2 separate regions of the Macaca mulatta genome follow, and region 2 is linked to region 1. Evidence: chromatin contacts called from public Hi-C data. All regions are on one chromosome and are shown on one strand. The core of a region is the stretch at or near the end of the contact, and the rest is flanking DNA. Distances in the headings are between cores, read along the strand shown.

Region 1 (5,840 bases), core at 1,417-3,916:
TAGAGACAGGGTTTCACCATGTTGGCCAGGTTGGTAACGAACTCCTAACCTCAAGTGATTCACCCACCTCGGCCTCCCAAAGTGCTGGGATTACAGCTATGAGCCACAGTGCCCAGCCTTTTTTTTTTTTCTTTCTTTAGATGGAGTCTGGCTCTGTCACCCAGGCTGGAGTGCAGTGGCGCAATCTTGGCTCACTGCAATCTCTACCTCCTGGGTTCATGCCATTCTCCTGCCTCAGCCTCCTGAGTAGCTGGGACTATAGGCACCAGCCACAATGCCCAGCTAATTTTTTTTTTTTTTTTTTGTATTTTTAGTAGAGACGGGGTTTCACTGTGTTAGCCAGGGTCGTCTCCATCTCCTGACCTCATGATCTTCCCGGCTTGGCCTCCCAAAGTGCTAGAATTACAGGCATGAGCCACCGCATCCAGCCAATTTTTTGTATTTTTAGTAGAGATGAGGTTTCACCATGTGGCCAGGCTGCTCTCGAACTCAGATGATTCCCCCACCTTGGCCTCCCAAAGTGCTAGGATTACAGGCGTGAGCCACCACGCCTGGTCCACTTTTGTTTTTCTTTTCTTTTTTTTTTTTTTTTGAGACAGGGTCTCACTCTGCTGCACAGGCTGGAGTGCAGTGGCAGAATCTCAGATAACTGAAAGCTTCGCCTCCCAGGTTCAAGCGATTTTCCTGCCTCAGCCTCCCAAGTAGCTGGGATTACACGTGTGTTGCCACCACATCCAGCAAATTTTTGTATTTTTAGTAGAGACAGTTTCACCATGTTGGCCAGGCTGGTCTCGAACTTCTTACCTCAGGTAATCCACCCGCCTCGGCCTCCCAAAGTGCTGAGATTACAGGCATAAGCCACCACGCCCAGCCAAAAATATCCGCACTTTTTTTTTTTTGAGACGAGTCTTGCTCTATGGCGCAGGCTAGATTGCAATGGCGAGATCTCGGCTCACTGCAACCTCCGCCTCCTGGGTTCAAGCGATTCTCCTGCCTCAGCCTCTGGAGTAGCTGGGATTACAGGTGTTTGCCAACACGCCCAGCTAATTTTTTTTTTTTTTTCGTATTTTTTTTCAGTAAAGACGAGGTTTCGCCATGTTGGCCAGGCTAGTCTTGAACTCCTGACCCCAGGTGATCCACCTGCCTCAGCCTCCCCTAGTGCTGGGATTACAGGCGTGTGCCACCGCGCCCGGCATGGAACCTGGTTTTATCTTGAAATGTTGCAAATGGTTATAAAGATACAGTATTTCCAAATTCATATCAACATCTTATGGTAACGGCTAGCTCCTACTTGTCATATGACTGCCCCGGTTCAAGAGTCAGATGCAGCCTCTACAGCAGGAAGCAAATGACTTCCTTCTAGAGGCTCATTTCTTTTTCTTCCCCCCACCTTTTTTTTTTTTTTTTTTTTTTTTTTTTTTTTTTTTTTTTTTTGAGACGGAGTTTCGCTCTTCTTGCCCAGTCTGGAGTGCAATCACGCGATCTCGACTCATTGTAACCTCCGCCTCCCGGGTTCAAGTGATTCTCCTGCCTCAGCCTCCGCAGTAGCTGAGATTACAGGTATGCGGCCACCACGGGTAATTTTGTATTTTTAGTAGAGACGGGGTGTCTCCATGTTGGCCAGGCTGGTCTCGAACTCCCAACCTCAGGTGATACACCTGCCTCGGCCTTCCAAAATGCTGAGATTACAGGCGTGAGCCACCGCACCTGGCCTTTTTTTTTTTTTTTTTCTGTAGCCCAGACTAGAGCACTGTGACGTGATCACGGTTTACTGCAGCATCGAACTTCTGGGCTCAAGCGATCTTCCTGCCTCAGCCTCCCGAGTAGCTGGGACCACAGGTGCGCATTGCTGCTTCCCTAATTTTTAACTTTTTTTTTTTTTTTTTTTTTTAAGCAATGGGGTCTCACCACGGTGCCCTGGCTGGTCTGCAACTTCCGGGCTCAAGAGATCCTCCCGCCCCGCCTCTCAAAGTGCTGGGAAGGCCCCTTCCAAACTTAAGTAGAGATAAGTTGAAAGGTAACCAAAGAAAAAGTTTTCTTTGAATACCGAGATAAATTAGGGAAATCGCCAGAGAATGTGGTGCTGGGGGAACACTACTAAATTACACCACACAGACCGGAGCGATGCTGGTTGAAAGGGCAACCGGACGGCTTAAAAGCGGGGCGGGGGAACGCGAAAAGCCAGTAGAGGGACTCGGAGGCTCTGGGTGAAGAGTCAGGGATACGCAGGCTTCGAAACCCGCCCGGCCGCTCCACCCAGGGCGAAAGTCCAGCGAAGGGCGGCAACAAATCTCAGGGAGCAACTCCCGGCGTCACAGAGGCAGTACTGGGAGCAGGTTATGGAAGAATCCGGAACCAAGGCACTGGGCGCGGTGAGGCCATAAGCGCAGAGTCCGAGAACCAGCAGCCATTGCTGGCCTCACCTCGCCCAGAGCGAAATTAAGGGCACGGCCCAACAGCTGACTCAGTCGGCGTGTCGCGTCTGCCATCGTCTCCCGTGCCTCCGCCACGGGAAGTAGTCCCCAGCCGCGCCAACTCCAAAGGAAACCAAGGGAAGGTGCCCCGAGTCAGCGCGTGGGTCCCGGCAGCGGCGATCGCGCAGCCAATCCCTAGAAAGGAGGGCGTGGCTATCTCGGCCCCGTGGATCCCTCCGCTCGTGCTTGCTGCTCTCAGGCCGAGGAGCCGCCATTTTGGATGCTGAACCCAGATTCTGAAGTCGGTGTTTGCTGCATTCACGGCAGGATTCGGTTAGGTGAGTGTGGCATCCTCGGCGTCAGAGGTCTCCTCTTCCTCTTCCCTTTGCGCTCCGGATTTAGCGGTCTCTAGCGCTAGGGCCCGGGATTCAAACGACTTCGGAGGGGGCAGCTGAGGAGAAAGGGAAGGATCGTGGGAGTGGGGGTCAGACCGGGGGTCAGGCCCTCGAGGGCCCGCGGCGTAGGAGGCTGCCCATGCCTGGGTGGGTGGGCGTGGCAGGACCGCGAGCGGCTCGGAGGCCGCTAGTCCTGGATACCCGAAGCCGCTTAACTTTCCGTAGTACTCTTGCCCCGAGGTGTATCTTCCCTGGGGCGGAAATACCGCGGCCTCGGCGAGGGCTCCTCGGCGACACCCCTACCCCGTCTTTTCTGGCCTGGAGAGACTTCGGGAAGGTCGGGGCCTCCAGTGCTGCGAGAGGCAGATGCCCCTGAATCCCGGACGCTTCCAGTGGGCGGGGTGGCTTCCTGGGCTTGTTCCTGGGCTGGGGGGCCGGACTTGGGTCCACTTTGGCCGGAGAAAATTACATTTTCTTTCATTGAAGCAAGGAGCGGCCTCTGCCCGCTTTCTCGGATCCCTGCTTGTGTGGTGAGAGATCTTGGGAGGATCCTTGCGCCTCTCCTGTTTGTTTTTGTCGGCGCTCCTCTTTCGGGGTGCTGGAGGTGAGCTCTTGGAACTCAACAGCGTAAACTTTGAGGAGGGTCGGGACTCAGGAGCTGTAGGTTTAATTACAAAAGACACAGTAGCTTCACTCTCTGTCGTAGTAAACTTAAAGTCTGGTCTTAAACAGATCTTTAGGGGAAACTTGAATTTTAAAATTATACGTAATATTTTAACTATTATGGAAAATTTCAAGCAGACAGGAGTACAGTGAATCCTCATCCAGCTTCAAACACGATCAACTCTTGCCTAATCTTGTTTTATCTATACCCCTCCTATGTCTGTATTTTCTAATTTAACAAAATAATAGTTGAAATATATATGTATATATTTCCCTTTCCTTTCCCAGTAGAAGCCTTTTGGCTTTTGTACCTACAAGTCAATAGTTTGTGGGAAATTTGCTTCCTAAGAACTTCTGGGATAGGAGGACTTGATAATAGTCATTAGAAGATAAAAGTGGCCAGATGTGGTGGCTCAGCCCTGTAATCCCAGCACTTGGGGAGGGCTAGATGGGAGGATCACTTGAGCTTAGGAGTTGGAGACCAGCGTGGGCAACATAGCAAAACCCCTACAAAAGTAAAAAAAATAGCCAGGCGTTGAGGCCCGGATCTATAGTTTGGGAGGCTGAGGTAGGAGGATTGCTTGAGCCTGCGAGGTGGAGGCTACAGTGAGTCGGTAATTGCGCCGTTGCATTCCAGTCTGGAGGACCTTGTCTTTAAAAAAAAAAAAAAAAGAAAGAAATTAAAACACTTCCTTTGTTTTGTTTTGTTTTGTTTTGTTTTGGAAACGGGGGGTTCTCACTTTATTTCCCAGGCTGGAGTGCAGCAGTGCACTCCCTGCAGCCTTGACCTCCAGGACTCAAGTGATCCTCCCGCCTCAGTCTCGGGAGTAGTAGCTGACACTACAGGCCCACACCTGGCTTTTTTTTTTTTTGGGTCGAGGTGGGGAGGGGAGAGATGGAGTTTATTTTTTTTATTTTTATTTTTTATGTTTTTGAGACTGAGTCTCGCTCAATCGCCCAGGCTGGAGTGCAGTGGCACGATCTGGGCTCACTGCAAGTTCTGCCTCCCGGGTTCACACCATTCTCCTGCCTTAGCCTCCTGAGTAGCTGGGACTACAGGCGCCCACCACCACGCCCGGCTAATTTTTTGTATTTTTAGTAGAGACGGGGTTTCACCGTGTTAGCCAGGATGGTCTCGATCTCCTGACCTCGTGATCCACCCTCCTCAGCCTCCCAAAGTGCTGGGATTGCAGGCGTGAGCTACCGCGCCCGGCCAAGATGGAGTTTCTTAATGTTGCCCAGGCTGGTCTTGAACTCATGGGCTCAAGTGATCCTCCCAAAGTGCTGGGATTAGAAGTATTTTGAATCTCCAGTGTTAGTGTTACATTTTAAAGTCATCCAGTTTTGTATATCTTATTTTTAAAATAGTGTTATTATTTTGTCCAAATAATTTTTCATTCTCTTTGTTCCTATGTCACTGACTTTTAAATTATTAGGAGCTCCAGAATCTCTGTCTCTAGCTTTTTTGATTTAAGCTCTGGTTCTCATAAAATCAGAATGAAGTCCCAGGGTTTTACAATAAAACTAGAAAAAAGAAAGAGTAGTACAATTAGTCATTCCAAATTCAGGAAAAGTAATATGCCCATGAATACTTATTTCAGCATTGTTTATATGGTACACATATCAAAAGTTTGGAGAATTGATAAGAAAATTATTACTGAGTGGAGGCCGGGCGCGGTGGCTCACGCCTGTAATCCCAGCACTTTGGGAGGCTGAGGTGTGTGGATCACTTGAGGTCAGGAGTTTGAGACCAGTCTGGCCAACATGGTGAAACCCAGTCTCTACTAAAAATACAAAAATTAGCCTGGAGTGTTGGTGTGGCCTGTAGTCCCAGCTACTCCAGAGGCTGAGGCAGGAGAATTGCTTGCTCGAACCGGAAAGGCAGAAGTTGCAGTGAGCTGAGATCATGCCACTGCTCTCCAGCCTGGGTGACAGAGTGAGAATCCGGCTCAAAAAAAAAAAAAAAGAAAGGAAGAAAATTATTCCTGAATGTAATATTAGACAGAGTATACTACAGGGTTTTAGACTGTAACAAGATACGATGAGGATTCTATATTGCTCGGTCCATGAGTATAGCTTTGTAAAAAATATGCCTTAAGAAACACTCTTGGCCAGGCACCGTGGCCCACGCCTGCAGTCCCAGCACTTTGGGAGGCTGAGGCAGGCGGATCATTTGAGGTAAGGAGTTCGAGACCAACCTGGCCAACATGGTAAAACCGCTTCTCTACTAAAAATACAAAAAAATTAGTCAGGTGTAGTGGTGGGCACCTGTAATCCCAGCTACTTGGGAAGTCAAGGCAGGGGAATCATTTGAACCCGGGAAGTGGAGGTTGCAGTGTGCCAAGATTGTGCCATTGCACTCCTGCCT
Region 2 (5,840 bases), core at 1,191-3,690, 88 kb before region 1:
GGGCATACTTAGTAAATGAGCGATCATTACATAGGTGTTCAGTGTTTGACAGTTCCTTTAAACCAAAAGAGAAAATTACATAGCTTCAGGGTGATACAGAACTCACATATCTAATAGTAACTAACATGTTTTTGAAAAATCTCCTTAAAACAAGCAACAAGATCACTGAGTATTTACACTGAAAATACTGTTTTCTCCTGAGACATCATATGACCTATACAGGAATTTATCTACAATCTCATTTCAATAACCTGATAAGAATAATGCATCTATATATGTGGCTTAGCAGTATTAAAAAGCTTGACTCAGTTCAAGTTATAAATTTAAATTTCATCCACTAGACTGTGATCTCAAATAAGTTAACTTCTCTTTTGCAGATGTAAAAACCCAGGCTGAGATGAAATAAGGGTGATTCAATCACACTCGCCTAACTTGAAACGTAGGAAATGTATCAGTGAATTACTGTGAAATACTTTTTATTCGCCAGGCACCGTGGCTCACGCCTGTAATCCTAGCACTTTGGGAAGCCAAGGTGGGCGGATTGCCTGAGCTCAGGAGTTCGAGATCAGCCTGGGCAACATGGTGAAACCCATCTCTACTAAAATACAACAACAAAAAAAAATTAGCCGGGCGTGGCAGCGTGCACCTGTAGTCCCAGCTACTTGGGAGGTTGAGGCAGGAGAATTGCTTGAATCCAGGAGGCGTAGGTTGCAGTGAGTCGAAGGTTGCAGTGAGCCGAGACCGTGCCACTGCACTCCAGCCTGGAGACAGAGCCAGACTCCGTCTCAAAAAATAATAATAATAATAAAAATTAAAACAAAGAAATACTTTTCATTCAAGCATGCTAGACTGCAAACATGCTTTTAGAATAAAAGTGACTAGATTACTAGTACTTAGAGGGTTCATATTTTTCAAACTTGAAAGTTAGGCTGTATGACAACTTAGGTATTTGACAAGTATTCTAGGGAAGGGTGGAAGTGAATATTTAAAATTCAACTATCCCCAGAAAAACCCAATACATGAAGTCATTACAAGTATTTTTTACAATCAGTCAGCAAAGATCATTACTGTACAAACACCTCAAAGTTAAGGTCACTAAGAAAGCACTAACTCCTCTCCTCGGTTAACGAATAAAGCAGCCCAACTCTCCTTTCTACCTACCTCAGATTAATATTTTTCTCCATGGACAGATTTCCATGCTCAGGGATATGTAATAGGGGAGGATAAAAAAAAAAAAAAACACCACACAAGTGTCAGTGAGTACCAAAAAGCTAAGTGTTCAGCACAGGAAGGGAATCCACAAATGAGAAAACATTTGACAGCTCCCGCCTCCCAAAAGCCATTTAATCTGCCTCATAAACATTACTGCTGAAGCACACTCTGAGCGAGTGTTTCGATGGATCTCCTACACCAAGTCTCCTAACCGGGAAACAATCAACTGAATCGTCCCGACTCTTTCAGGCAATCAGGAAGCCCGGGAGAATTATTAGACGCTGACGTCCGCAGGCCCAGGAGCTGAGAAAAGGGTAAACAGTACACTCGCAGGTAGGCTGAAAAAAACAAAACAACAACAAACACACACACACACACGCGCGCGCGGAAAATTGGGAAAGAAGTTGGTTGGAAGGTTAGAGAGAGGCGAGGCCGATGTCTGGTTCCGACAGGACGGCACTGCAGGGGCAGGCAGCGATTAACTGGGCATTTGGAAATGCTGAGAGTTATCTGAGAGACCTGACACGGGTACAAGACACAAGAACGCTGGTACGTGGCTCAGAGAAGACACGCGGGGGTGGGGCCAGCCGCGCTAAACCCCAGGCTCCCTGAATGAGCCCTCAAAGATCGCAGCCTGAGAAAGTCAAAGGTTCAAGGAGGCCCGTACCCGCGGGGCAACGCCACTACCCGGAACACCGCTGCGCGCGGAACCTCCCGGTCCGAGGCCTCGGGGTCGGCCCTCCAGAAGTCGGAGCAGCCCCTGGGGCTCCCGGCCCCTCCTGGCCCAGCCTCTCTGTCCTCTCTTCTCAACACCCACAGCCTGGGACCGGACCCCTGAAACTGAAAGGAAGCTTCCGGTCGAGCGCCCGCGCCAGCGGCGGGGCAAAAGCAGCAATATGCTCTAAGTGCCGCCAGTGACACTCACCGGCCCGAAACCTCGAATGAAACCAGCAGCTCCGGGGGCGGCGGCAGCAGTGGCAGCAGGAACCGAACATCCAAAATGGCGGCTCCCTCGGCCTCACCACTGCTACTGCAGGCGGAGGGATCCTAAGGAAGAAGAGAGTTTTTAACTAACTTCACACACTATTGAGGAAACTTCGATCCCTGGCCTCCTCGTCTAGTCGCTTCCGTGTCCCTGCACTGCAACTTCTCGTGCCTCTCCTCTCGGATTAACCAAGAACTCGGACCCTGCCGAGGACTATTTGCCAAGGAGGAGGCGACTGCTTCTGGCAGAGCGACGCAAAGCGTAGCAAGGGTCAGGGCTGTCACTGATGACGCGAGACGCTGCTGCCGAGTCACCGCTGCGAAGAGTCTGAGCGAGAAAGATCCGGCCGACCCCAGAGCGGACAGACATTGGTTCCGCTTGGCGGGAGGCGGGGGAGGGGCTGGGCTACCAGGAAGCGGTGGGGCCACCTGGAGGAGGCGGAGCTAGGTCAGGTAGTCCAGGAAGTGGGAGCAGGCGAGGCAGGTGGGGGCGGAGAAGATAGCAGAGATGAAATGGTGTTCATCCACGGGCATCCCAAACTCTTTGCTGTCTCCTGTAAGATTTTTGCTTTCTTTTTAACTGAAGGAGCATGCTCCAGGTGGTATTCTATGGTTTTATGGTGTCTTTGCAACATATTTTACGAAGAGTTAAGAGGATGACTCACAAGAATGGATTCCACGCCCAGTACCGCGGTTCATGCACAGCTCAAGTCACTTAAACTCCAGGGATTCCGTTTCCTCGTATGTAGAAAGAAGACTTGGACTCATGTTAGCTGAAACCCTTACGGAATGGGCTTTCGGTCTATGACTCCATGAATTAATGACCAGGGCCAAAGAAAGTCTAACCAGACAGTTCCTAACCTGATAAATAATTACTAACATATGACGCGAGTCTTTTCCGTGTGAACGTAAAGGGGGCCTGATACCTTGGCCTGTTTAAAGTAAAGGTGACCTACCTAGACCAAAATCCTTCCGCTAGATTGGCAACAAAGTACAATACAACACAGCACCAGGCTGGGTGCCAAACAGAACAGAACCAACTGCACAATTTTTTTTTTTTTTTTTTTTTTTTTTTTTTTTTTTTTTAGACAGTCTCGCTCTGTTGCCCAGGCTGGAGTGCAGGTGCGGCATCCCGGCTCACTGCAACCTTTGCCTCCCGGGGTCAAGCAATTTCTCGTGCTTCAGCCTCCCAAGTAGCTGGGATTACAGGCTCCCACCACCGCAGCCGGCTAATATTTGCATTTTTAATACAGAGAGCGTTTCGCTATGTTGGCCAGGCTGGTCTTGAACTCCTGACCTCAGGTGATCCGCCTGCCTCGGGCTCCCAAAGTGTGGAGATGACAGGTGTGAGCCACCAGCCTGCCCAGAACTAACCACAAATCTTGAGTTTAGGACCTGGGTGTCATAGAGAGAAGGTTGCACCTTTTTCCTTAGTCATTTTCATGCACGGATTCAAAATACTTTACAAAAATTGCTCTAAGTAGGCCGGCGCAATGGCTCGCGCCTGTAATCCCAGCACTTTGGGAGGCTGAGGCGGGCGGATCTCCCAAGGTCGGAAGGTCGAGACCAGCCTGGCCAACATGGTGAAACTCCATCTCTACTAAAAATACAAAATTAGCCAGGCATGGTGGTGGGCACTTGTAAACCCAGCTACTTGGAAGGCTGAGGCAGGAGAGTCGCTTGAACCCCGGAGGCAGGGGTTGCAGTTAGCCAAGCCTGGGCGACAGAGTGAGACCCTGTCTCAAAAACACACGAAAAAAGTTGAACCAAGCAGGCCCATCTGTACAATTTTGTCCCTGAACTACGGGGGCATGCCAAGTGGCTGGAAAGAAATGAGGCCATGGGTGCGATAATAATTATCATTTTTATTATTAAATATTGATATCACATTGTTCATGAGGCACTTTCATGTGTGTAATCTAATCTGATCCTCTGGACAACCTCCTGAGTCAGGCTAGTCAAACATAAGTAACTTAGCTTTACAAATAAGGAGAAACAGGCTCCAAGAAACTGACTTGGCTAAAAGACACATCCTCTCCCCTCTTCCACTGGGGTTCTGTTAAAGAGTGCCTTTTTTTTTTTTTTTTTTTTTTTTTTTGAGGCGGAGTCTCACTCTGTCGCCCAGGCTGGAGTGCAGTGGCCGGATCTTGGCTCGCTACAAGCTCCGCCTCCCGGGTTCCCGCCATTTTCCTGCCTGAGCCTCCCGAATAGCTGGGACTACAGGTCCCCGCTACCGTGCCCGACTATTTTTTGTATTTTTAGTAGAGATGGGGTTTCACCGTGTTAGCCAAGGTGGTCTCGATCTCCTGACCTCATGATCCACCCACCTCGGCCTCCCAAAGTGCTGGGATTACAGGCGTGAGGCACCGTGCCCGGCCTTTTTTTTTTTTTTTTTTTTTTTTTTTTTGAGACAGAGTTTCCTCTTGTTGCCCAAGCTGGAGTGTAATGATGTGATCTCGGCTCACTGTAGCCTCCGCCTCCTGGGTTCAAGCGATTGTCCTGCCTCAGCCTTCCAAGTAGCTGGGACTACACAGGTATGCGCCACCATGCCCAGATAATTTTTTGTATTTTTAGTAGAAATGAGGTTTCACCATGTTAGCCAGGCTGGTCTCGAACTCCTGACCTCGGGTGATTCGCCCACCTCGGCCTCCCAAAGTGCTGGGATTGCAGGCATGAGCCACCGCGCCAGGTCAGAGTGCCATTTTATAAATTAGCATAGGGTACCACCAACTTCCACCACCCCTACCTACCCACCCACCTACACACACACCTACACTCTCAGGGTGGAGTCAGCCACCAACGAGTGGTTTAAAGAACAGAATGTTTACGGAATTCAGATCCTCTGCCACGCTGCTACTGTACGGTGCAACCCTGGACTACAAGGCTAGTAAATAGTGGAACGAAGCCAAAACACAATTTCCTCTGAGGTATGTAGGGAACACAGGCCAAACTTAGTTTGGGGTTTCCACATAAGAAGTTTGCAGGCTGCAAAGTAGAGTTAGCTAAAGTATTCCGTTTGGAACACCACAAAAATTGCTTAGAGGTCAAATTTAAATGTACATCATTGTGAACCACAAAAGAAAAATTAAGCCAGCTACCTAAGGAAGAAAGAGCTTTTTTGCTACCATGCCAAGTGCAGAGCGTTAAAGAGTTTTAAACATTAAAAAATAAACTATTTTTCAGTATTTTTTTTACTTACATTTCCCTTTTTTTGTTGTTGTTTTTGTTTTTGAGGTGGAGTCTTGCTCTGTCGCCAGGCTGGAGTGCAGTGACGCGATCTCAGCTCACTGCAACCTCCACCTCCTGATTCAAGTGATTCTCGCGTATTTTTTTGTATTTTGTGTTTTCAGTAGAGACAGGGTTTCACCATGTTGGCCAGGCTGGTCTTGATCTCTTGACCTCATGACCTACCCACCTCAGCCTCCCAAAGTGCTGGGATTACAGGCGTGAGCCACCATGCCCAGCCCATTTATCTTAGTACCAAACCCTTCTTCCATGCAACTAAAATTAAAAGCAATTGCCCCGGCTGGGCACAGTGACTCACGCCTGTAATCCTAGCACTTTGGGAGGCCAAGGTGGGAGGATCACTTGATCCCAGGAGTTTGAGAACAGCCCAGGCCAACATAGTGAGACCCCATCTTTTA

The links. A called contact is a pair of places that touch in the nucleus more often than the background predicts.
Region 2: a Hi-C map of CD4 T cells shows a contact between it and region 1, with 4 times the contacts expected there. The contact joins the promoter of AP1G1 here to the promoter of IST1 in region 1. A contact is called at or near these places in 4 of 14 Hi-C or Micro-C datasets (CD4 T cells, blood, fetal cortical plate and 1 more).

What each region holds. Positions count from the first base shown.
Region 1 is chr20:67,978,014-67,983,853 of T2T-MMU8v2.0, reverse strand. IST1 (IST1 factor associated with ESCRT-III) reads left to right here and starts at 2,666. Exons shown (of 11, transcript XM_077984559.1): 1 at 2,666-2,752. LOC144337700 (a long non-coding RNA gene) reads left to right here. Exons shown (of 4, transcript XR_013411133.1): 4 at 1,438-1,568. It overlaps LOC144337697 (a long non-coding RNA gene), which reads left to right and starts at 4,292. Exons shown (of 3, transcript XR_013411128.1): 1 at 4,292-4,515; 2 at 4,652-5,045; 3 at 5,213-5,840. It also overlaps a transcript of ZNF821 not described here.
Region 2 is chr20:68,065,498-68,071,337 of T2T-MMU8v2.0, reverse strand. AP1G1 (adaptor related protein complex 1 subunit gamma 1) reads right to left here and starts at 2,440. Exons shown (of 22, transcript XM_077984503.1): 1 at 2,138-2,440. LOC144338327 reads right to left here and starts at 2,188. Exons shown (of 3, transcript XM_077987055.1): 1 at 2,138-2,188.